2 separate regions of the Mus musculus genome follow, and region 2 is linked to region 1. Evidence: chromatin contacts called from public promoter capture Hi-C data. All regions are on one chromosome and are shown on one strand. The core of a region is the stretch at or near the end of the contact, and the rest is flanking DNA. Distances in the headings are between cores, read along the strand shown. Region 1 holds the start of Acad9 (acyl-Coenzyme A dehydrogenase family, member 9). Region 2 holds the start of Spata5 (spermatogenesis associated 5).

Region 1 (5,201 bases), core at 672-3,171:
GCATGGATAACTCGGCTACTCTCTACCCTCAGACGCTTAAGTACCACTGCCATTGTCCTAGTCAAGGCCCAGAAATGCTCCGAGAGCTGGTGTTTGCTCAATCCAGGAAGTAGCAGTGAAGTTAGAAGTGGTCAGATATGAATGTAACTTGAAGATAAACAAAGATTTACTTACTATAGGATTCAATGAGAACAAGACGAATCAAAGGTGTCACTGGAGAATGTATTGAAAAAGTTGAATCACAGAGTAGCCATTATCTATTGTAAACGGGCTGTTGGGAGAAGCAGAACTGGGTGGGATCCAGGAGAGGTTATCATATATGCTTATTAAAGATGCTTATTAGACATCTAAGAGGAGATATAGAGCAGAAAGGTAGACTAAGTCTGGAGTTAGGGGAAGAACTCAAGTTGAAAAAATAAATCTGAGTCGTAAGAATAGAGTTGTCATTTAAAGCTAGGGCACTGAATTAGGTCATCAAGGGGCTGACCATAATAAAAAGAGAGGCCCACAGGCTTAAACTTTAGAAAAATTCAGCATTGCTAGGTGTGGCATACAATTTCAATCTAGCTCTCATGAAGGAAGGCAGAGGCAGAAAGTCTCAGTGAGACTGTCTCAAAAGCAAGCAATCAATACACCTGCCACCTCCACATTAAAAAGAAGAAGAACAAAACAACACAAACAACAACGACACTGCCTCTGACTTCAACTGGGCTACCAGAGACACTGGCCAAGGTCTACAGGTTGAGAAACCAAGGAACTAACAAAAGAGATACAAAGAAAAGAATTTTTTTTTCAGAAACCTGAGGCCTAACATGCATTCAGAACAAACATTAAGTACATATCTGCATTAGTTACTAATGGTGGGTGGGGTAGGAATGGGAATGAGAAGTGAGCAATGTGGAGAAAACCACTGGCCACTGGGCCAAAGCCTGAGGGCACAGGTCCAAGATGCAGAATTATCCTTGAATAGTGAGAAAGCTGAGTTCTAATCACCAGGCCAGCCTTTGCTAGGGGTATACAGCTCACAACAGTATAGAAAGTAGATACCATCTGGAGGAGAGCTGACCACTGGGACTCTCACTAAATACAGAAATGGAAAACTGGCAGCAAAGCTCACGGGTGATGAAGGGTAGATTTAAAGACTGAAGGGGATACATGATGGCTGCGCTCTTCCTCCTGCCTTGGAAAAGCACAAGAATCCAAGTCCCTCGGCACCCTCTGCGCCAGAATGTGGGCAAAAGGGTCCCCACACTTCAAAGTTCTAGCTTTGAACGTTGCACCAGGGCAGCCACTCAGCCCAAGTGTTGACTTCTACTTTAATAAAGTCAGACAATACGAGACAAACTTCCAAGACAAGAAATAGCTGGATGGGCAACTCTGAGGACCGAGGCAAGAGGACCACGTATTCAAGGCATGCCTAGCTACAGAGCGAGTCCAAAGACAGCCTGGGCTACTACTGAATGAGACCCTGCCCCAAAACAAAAACCACTGTGACACGACTTAAGCCACATCGCCGAGCCCAGCCTCTCGGATGTTTGGCTTCTACGGGCTCGGATAACGTTCCATGCAACTCTGGCCAGAATGAAAGGTGGGAGCAGAGGACACGGGCAGTCCGGCCTCGCCTCCTACCTGCTCGATGTTGCCCAGGAAGAGCTCCTTGGCGAACGAGCAGCTCTGCAGGCTGGTGTGCAGCGGGCGGCGCCTCGCCGTGAATTCCCTCAGCACCCGGGAAGCTCGCGCCGCAGCCGCCGCCGCAGTCGCCCCACGCGAGAGCAGCACACAGCCAGACATGCTGCTCCTGACTTCAGACTTCAAGTCGCTGGAAGCCCCGCCGCTCCTCCCAATGACGCCAATCACCCGCGTCCGGGCATCCAAAGTCTCACCCTGCACCGCTGCAACCGGAAGCTAGCTCGCACTTCCTGATGACGCAAGGGCTGCGCCGCCTTGAGCGAGGCTATTGGACAGGTCGTTCCAGAATATGTTTAATAAATGTCTCCTACGCCAAGCATTGCTGTATGTAATGTCTGAGTATGTAATTTAGAAATTGTAGTTTTTTAAAATTCATCCGAACAGGCTAGGAAGTAAGTGTGTGTGTGTGTGTGTGTGTGTGTGTGTGTGTGTGTGTGTGTGTGTGTTCTTTCTTGTTATACTTTTGCCAGTAAGAAAACGAAAATACTCAAAAGTCAAGCTGCAAAACTACCACCCAGGCTCCCAAACACAGCTCTTGTGCCTGTGTGCTATTCTCAGCACATCCTCTAAAGAGCAGATTAGATTTCATCAAATAAACCTAGAAGTACAACTTTTGTTATTCTCATCTCACTTAATGTAGGACTTAGAATATTGCTAAATGGGTATAACAAAATGACAAGGGACCTATTTTACTAACCCACTTCTGCCTAATTCTCTTAAATATGTGAGTGGCGTGGTATCATTTTGTATGGGAGACTGCATGAAGCACTAAGAGCATGCTGTTTCCTCCTTTCTTGAATCTACCACTCCCTGTGTTGTGCACCCCCCTAGTCTGGCCCCTATTGGCCACAGTCTTCAGACACTTGCTTTCTTCACCACTCCCAGGGCAAGGCATTTCCCTTGGCTCGGTGACCTACCCTATGAAACTATAAACACCATGTTTGTTTGTTTGTTTCTTTTTATGATTTATTTATTTTATGTATGTGAGTATACCATTGCTGTCTACAGACACACCAGAAGAGGGCAATGAATCCCATTACAGATGGTTGTGAGCCACCATGTGGTTGCTGAGAATTGAACTCAAGGCCTCTGGAAGAGCAGTCAATGCTCTTAACCGCTGAGCCATCTTTCCAGCCCTTGTTTGTTTTTTTTAAAATGAATCTTATGTTGAGGAAGTAAGCCAAGGCAGGGCCTGGTCCAACTGGTCCAGCTCTCACATCAGGGTTTATTCATATGTCTGTTGTCTTTATTTCTAGGCAGGTTGTCCTGAGGGAACCAGTGTGGCATCAACTGTTACAAGATGACTCCTTCAGAAAATACATGCAGTTTTAACACCAATAGAAAGCATTTATGCCCCACTGGGGACTGCATAAGGAACTTCCCAAACTATGTAGCCCAGAGCCTCACTATTCTTTTCCTTTTATGCACAAAAAGCAAGTAAGAACAGTTAGCGAGAAGTGAAACTACAGAAGCCAAAAAGCAAGGTTAATATGTTTAGGGACTTTCCCAGGTCCTGGCACTATAAACTAGGTCTTTGATGAATTAGGTCTTTGTTCCTATTTTGGCAGGTTAGGGTTTTGGCAGATTGTTGTTGCCTATGTACTGAGTTCTAAGGTCAAAATGGTGTCTCTAAGATGGCATCAGTTGAGTCAGTGTCTCACAGGCTATTGAGGCCACCTTTTAGTCATGGGAGCCAAGGAACTACTTGCCCTAACTTAGTCTGAATCTTAGTAGACTGCCTCTTAAAAAATATCTATCTATCTATCTATCTATCTATCTATCTATCTATCTATCTATCTGTGTAAGAGAAAGAGTATACTAGGCACATGTGTGGAGGTCAGAAGATAGCTTCTCAAGTATTGGACCCGGATCTCCAGGCTTTGTGGCAAGCGACTTCACTCACTAAGCCGTCTTGCTAGCCCACAGACTGCCTCTTGAAAGGTTAGCGTCAGTACTGTAGCCTCTGTTCCATCGATCTGAGATCTCCAGGTGACCCAGGAGTCCCGTTCACACGAATGTGTCCTGCCAGTGTTGCTTTCTTTCTTAAGAGTCACCTTGATCACAATGTCTCTTCACAGCAATAGAACATGGAATAAATCACCTAATGTAGTGGGAACTAACTAAAATACATGAAAGTGATTTTAATGATGTCTCCAAAAATGGGGAGGTAACTCTCCATCTCTCGTTACCAAACAGAGCTTCCAGTAGCAAGCCTGGGTTATACCCAATTGAGTTGTTGGCCAAAGAGCTTCCATGGAAATGCTCCAAACACCCCAGGCTGTTGCCAATACAATAGTTTGCTCTCTGCAAACTGACAAAAAGAGTCCATTGCTGAAGACAACACCCACACTTGGGGAGGTCTAGTGGATGCCAATATAGAACCTTCACCCCTATGTTCTAAAGTCTTGAGTATGGAAAGTTACTCTGCAGGCTACCAAAAGAGAAACACATACAACAACATAGCCACAAAACCTTTGATCTACAGTGTTATCTTCCTTGCAAAATATGCTAAGCCAATGGTCGCACAAACTAGTAGGAGTAGCAAACCAATGTCTGATTTGAACAAGGCCCACTCTATGAGGTAGAACCCATACCCAACACTGCTTGGTTGCCCAAGAATCAGAGACTAGATAGCCTAGAGACCTATGGTAAAATCAAATACCACAGATCTTAAAACACAGTACTAATAAAATGACTCCTACTGATATTCTGCCAAGCTCATAGATCAGTGCCTTATTCAGCCATCATCAGAAAAACTTCCTCCTGCAGTATATGGGAATAAACACAGGGATGCACAGCCAGATATTATGCAGAGAAAGACCTTGGAACACTCAGCTCTAAATGTGATTTCTCTATTAGCCCCTCCCCCCTTCAGAGCTCAGGAGAATCTGCAGAAGAGGAAACATAAAGCGTGTAAGAGCCAGAGAGGATAGAAGATACAAAAAGAACTATGCCCTGTAAAGTCATTGATAAATGGGACCTCATGAAACTGGAATGTTTCTATAAGTCAAAGCTTCTATAAGCTTCTATAAGGAAAGCTTCTTATGGTCAATAAGACAAATCAGGAACCTAAAGATTGGGAAAAAAAATCTTCACTAACTCCACATCTGATAAAGGGCTAATGTCCAAAATATATAAATAACTCAAGAAGTTAATCACAAAAAAACCCAAACAATCCAATCAAAAAATGGGGTATAGAAGCCTCTTCTTTTTAATGAAAGACAGAAATGGGGTGGATTCAAATGGGAGGAGAGAGAGAGGGGTGGAGGGAGGGGGGATTAATTAAAGGATATTTTATGAGAAAATAATTTATTTTCAATAAAAGGGAAATCTTTTTGTTTTATTGTGTGAGTATATTGCCTACATGTATGTATGTCCATCATGTGTTTCCTGGGCTTGGAGAGGCCAGACAATGATGCTGGACTTCCTGGAACTGGGGTTGAGGAGCCTCCAGATGGGTGCTGGGAATTGAATCAGATTGAACACAAGAGTAGCAAATGTCCATGTGACAG
Region 2 (4,925 bases), core at 324-2,823, 1.4 Mb before region 1:
TGTGGTATGTGACTGACAAGCATGCAGAGAACACTCCATTTAGTGAGTAGACAATTAAAAGGTACAGAGAGAGGGGGGTGGCGGGAAGACACTGTGAAACCTTTCCAGTGGTGTAAGGCAGTAGAGAATTGACATGTGTAAATGACAGTGGGAAGGAACTACTTGAAAAGCTGTTGAATCTGCAGAACAGAACAAGCTGTATCCTGATTGCTAAGGCAGATTAAACACTGTGCTAATGCTAAGACAGTCTTGACAATCTTTCTGGACACACAAAAAAAACTATGTCCCTCGTCAGTCTGCTCCACTTTTCAGAACCACTACACATCATACAAGCTAAAAGGTTTACCAAGTAGCTCATTTTTCAGACGTGAAGTCTGTCCATTCACCAAGCCAACAAAACTCATCTCAGACAAACAGCTCCGGAATCAAAGAGACCTGTACTCCAACACGGACTCTGCCAGCCACTGGTGCCTGGGTACCTGATATGCGACTCCGTTAGCCTTTTCTGATCTGTGAGATGGGGACCTGACCTTTCCGTACTCATTTTGACCACAGTTTCTGTGAAAAACCAGAGGAGCGGCACACGTGACGGGATAACTTAGGACTAACACCAGGGTGCGACTAGTCAACAGCAGTAACTAAACGCTGCCGTTGTCCCTACAGCCAGAGCGCTGTTAGGCAGTACGCGTTCATCGTCACAAGTTAGCGTTTGAGCGCAGGCTAGGCTCACTAGGTAAGAACCGTTTTTGCCGGGCTGACTGGACAGTGAGTCTCCAAGGAGCCAAGGCCACCTCGAGGGTTGCTAGTCAAGGTCCCGTGGCGTACGCCATCGCCAGTGCTCCCGAAGTACGTATGAAAGAGGAAAAAGTAAAAAGGCAATCCTCAACTTTTTGCAAAGAGGGCCGGGCGGGCGCCTCGGGCCGGGCCGCCTGGCGGTCCGCGGGCTCCCGCGTCACGCCCACCTCCACACGCCGCGCTCCCCTCAGGCGCCTCAGCCCCGCGGCTGCCCGCGCTTTCCTCACCTTTCTCAAGGAAGTTGGTCACCACCAGCATCCCCGGCGCCGCCGGGCTCGGCTGGGCGAAAGGAGTCGAGGTCCCTGAGCGGGACGGAGCCGCAGAGAGCGAGGGCGAGGCGCCCTCCGCGCCCTCCTTCTGCCGCTTTCGGTTCTTCTTGGAAGACATGACCGCAGGCTGTCGGAGAAAAGCAGCCCCGAGCCGGCTCAACGTGCGCGGCACGGGGATCAAACTTCCGGGTCAGAGGTCAGCGGCGCGGCGCGCACGCCGTAATGCTCCGCGTAGAAGCGCCACCCACGAGGCGGAGGCGGAGAGCGAGGGTCTCGCAAGACACCGTTTCGGAAAGAAAGAAGGGCTAGGCGTAGGCACCGCCGTTGACGTTATGAACCCTTGAAAAGTGGACTTCGGCTGTTCCGCTGCTTTGCCTAGTCCCGAAGCGAATGTGGTTGGGCTTAAAGTAACAACAACAAAATCCGAAAGTTTCTCCTCTCTGTTCCAGACCCGTCGAGGACAGTCAGCTCCACTAAGCTCTACCAAATGGCAAGTCCAGCTCAAGCTTAGCGGGTGGAGACACGTTTCGAGAGTTTACGGTCGGCCCTCCTCCCAGCGAAAAGGGGCGGAGCGAGCTCCGGAAGAGGCCTGAGAGTGTTCGCCGCGAGATGGGGCGGGGCGATCGCCGGAAAGAGGTGAGGTTGCACGGGGTCACGAGAGTGGGGCGGGAAGGGGCGGGGCGTGCTCCCTGGAGGAGACAAGGCTACGTCAGGCGATGTGGGCGGGGCGGGAAGGGGCGGGGCGTGCGCCCAGGATGAGACCAGGCTACGTCTGGCGTGGTAGACCGGGCAGGGCTGGAAGGGGCGGGGCGTGCGACAGGGAAGAGATGCTACGTCAGGCGATGTGGGCGGGGCGGGAAGGGGAGAACGGAAAGGCTAGGTGCAGCCATGTGGTGGGTGAGGAGGACCCGCTACTGGTTCTCCACATTGCTTTACGCGGGCGGAGCCAGGCTCCGGCCGGGGCGGCGCACAGCCTCGGGCGGCCTGGAGACCCCGGGCTCCTGCGGGGCCGAGCTACAAGGCGAGCTGGACAGATTTGGGGGCGTCTCGGTGCACTTGTCGCGGCACCATACGTTGCACGGGCTGGATGCCGCCGCCTTCCGGAGGCTCTTGCAGGGCAAGTGCGGGTCTCGGGCCCCGGAAACCAGGGCGGAGCGTGTGGGCTCTGAGGTGAAAGCTGAAAGGACACCCAGCGGTCCTCTCGCTGTGACCTGGAAGTGCCCTCAGCCACGTCCCGGCCCGAACCCTGAATGCTTGCCCCTGAGACTGACACGGGATTCGCAGCGCCTAGCACGGTGTCGGCCACGCCTTTAACTCTTAGTAAACACTGACAGCCTCACTGTGTGCTACCTTGCAACCTTAGTTTTGCTGCTACTTGGATTCTGCCACATGCTTTGCCAAGCAAAACGGTTTCCTAACCGGGATGGGTGCCAGTGCTTGCATCTACCCACAGAGCTTTGCAGTTTTCAGTAGGAACACATCACTGGTACATCACTGGCTTTGAACGGTGAACCCAGTTATCTGAAAGGATGCTTGTGTGAAGGAGTCCCCCTCACTTTGGGATAAGTGTCTGATTTGTTAGAACAGCCTGTTTTTCAAACTGAAGGCATAGCATGGAAATTTAGCATGGAATGGAAAAGATCCTTTCACATAACCAGGAAACCACAAATGATCTTTATTCTGTGAGCAACAAACACGGCAAGTTAGCGACTCTAATGCTGTTTAATCTTCAAACAAGGCTATTTAACATCATCTCTCCTGCTTATAAGTGCTTAGACTTCAACACTTTCACCAGTAGGAGAATCGAATCAGTTCATCCTCTGATATGTGCACGTATATGGATGGGCACAGGCATTTGCCATACTTAGATAGTTTTTCCCAGTGGGAGATGATAATCTAAGCACCACTCCAGAAGTGTATTGGATCTTGAAACAAGTCCAAGGTTCGAGTTCAAGATTGTGTTACGAACTTTTCCAGGTATTCATTAATCAAATGACCACTAAAAAGACTTCTAATGCTAGCCAGCTCTGAATACTGGATAAGTGTGATCAAAGACACGCTGAATGAGACCCCTTTAATAAAACATTTCACTGTCATTATCAAGTATTAGACATTGTTTTAAGAATCTAACAACTAGGAATGTATCTCATCTCCATAACCTGGAAGTACATGCTCTGCCCAGTTGAAGGATGATGGTGCCAAGGCCCAGAGACAACGGGTACCTCCCTCTGGCTCTGGTCTTTGCTTTCTTCACACTGTTCTTGAGCTTCCAATAGTTCTGTTGTGATGGAATTAAACCAAACTAGTTGGCAGTTCCTGTAAACAGGAGCTTATCTGAGGAGAAAGCCTGATTCGATGTCTCTTTAAGGAGATTAGATGTTGTCTGTAATGAGTTAGTAAAGGCTGTTAAAGCATATTGCATATGAAGGTCACTATTTACCACTGCTTTTACATAACTCAGATAGTAGGATTATAGTATACTTAGCCCTACATAGAATACTTCCTTGGCAGAGGGATTTTGAGATAGGTAAATGTTATAGATAGCTCAAGCTGACTACAAACTCATGACCCACCCCTGCCTCGCTTCCAGGATTACAGAGGTAATTACCTTGCCTGGAATCACATAGAGTTTGCCCTGGCAGTGAAATACCCCTGCTTCTAGAATTGCAAATCCATGACATCTTAACTAGCATTAGAAAACTAGTTAGTAGATGCTGTCTAGTATTAGAACATGGTATGTTCTAATAAATCACACAGACATCATATGGCCTTAAGCTCACATAATAGTAGCGCATGAGCAGTAGTTAGGAAAAACTGTTGAAGAGGTTGAGCTTCTAGGAGCTCATACAAGCTATGAACACAGGGAAAGGAGGGAAAGCCACATTACTAGAGGGAAAAAAAGGAAAATTGCTTTTAATAATGTAAACAAATGTGTAGAGTAGAAGTTGGCTGATTAGCTTGTAGGATGCATAAGGGATGCTACTGCTATTGAGGAATCCACTTTCATTGAAGGAATTTTAATGATAGACTACTTAATATATAATGTATTATAAAAGGTACAATATAAGATATAGACATGTTAATGCAAATATCACAAAAAATATTCCTCTCTTCAGGCTAGTAATACGTCAGGATAGTTCTGACTTTTTTTTTTTAATTTCTATTCTTATAAACCAAGAATAACATCAGAACTTTTCCATAGGAGTAAATACACCTTTCATCATCATTTGTGAAGATTAAAGTCAATGGCATTAAGAGAAATAGAGTGGGCTGGGGATTTGGCTCCATGGTAGAGTACCCTATAGCATATGCAGCTCTGGAAAGAAGAAGGAAGCGCCAGAACTGCATGTGATTCCGCTTCTTTTGTCCGTTCTACAGTGCCTGAACACCTGCTATGTGCTGGGCCTGCATTTGGGTGGTTTGCTTATAAACACCAGTGCTGTGGTGGGTGGAGAATCACATAAACAACTGGGCTATAGCAATGCAGAGAGGTCGGGACCATGCATTTCACAGAAAACCTTTACAGGGTGTATCTTCCTCCCTCTGCGTTCTAGCTGCCATTCAGCAGTGGCGCTCAGAAGGACGGATAGCTGCCTGGCTACACATCCCCATCCTGCAGAGCCACTTCATTGCCCCTGCTGCTTCCCTGGGCTTTTGCTTCCACCACGCAAAACCCCATTCCTCAACACTGACTCTGTGGCTGGGAGAAGGACCCAGCAGACTCCCGGGATATGCTACACACCAAGTTGGAGTTGCAGGTCAGTTTTGGACTCAGGAACTGCCTTTTCACAAGTTTACCATGTCTCCTTGAAGCTGGGCTGCTAGTCTGTCAGTGAATGCTGGTCAGTGAGTGCTGTGTGA

The links. Promoter capture Hi-C pulls out the DNA fragments that hold promoters and counts their contacts.
Region 2: a contact with region 1 is called in a promoter capture Hi-C map of pre-B cells, with 5 times the contacts expected there. The contact joins the promoter of Spata5 here to the promoter of Acad9 in region 1. A contact is called at or near these places in 3 of 39 promoter capture datasets (hippocampal neurons, liver and pre-B cells).

Annotation. Positions count from the first base shown.
Region 1 is chr3:36,062,699-36,067,899 of GRCm38.p6, reverse strand. Acad9 (acyl-Coenzyme A dehydrogenase family, member 9) reads right to left here and starts at 1,921. Exons shown (of 18, transcript NM_172678.4): 1 at 1,630-1,921. The coding sequence starts at 1,791.
Region 2 is chr3:37,416,598-37,421,522 of GRCm38.p6, reverse strand. Spata5 (spermatogenesis associated 5) reads right to left here and starts at 1,573. Exons shown (of 16, transcript NM_001163511.2): 1 at 1,023-1,573. The coding sequence starts at 1,182. Nudt6 (nudix (nucleoside diphosphate linked moiety X)-type motif 6) reads left to right here and starts at 1,927. Exons shown (of 5, transcript NM_001291044.1): 1 at 1,927-2,181; 2 at 4,619-4,822. The coding sequence starts at 1,953.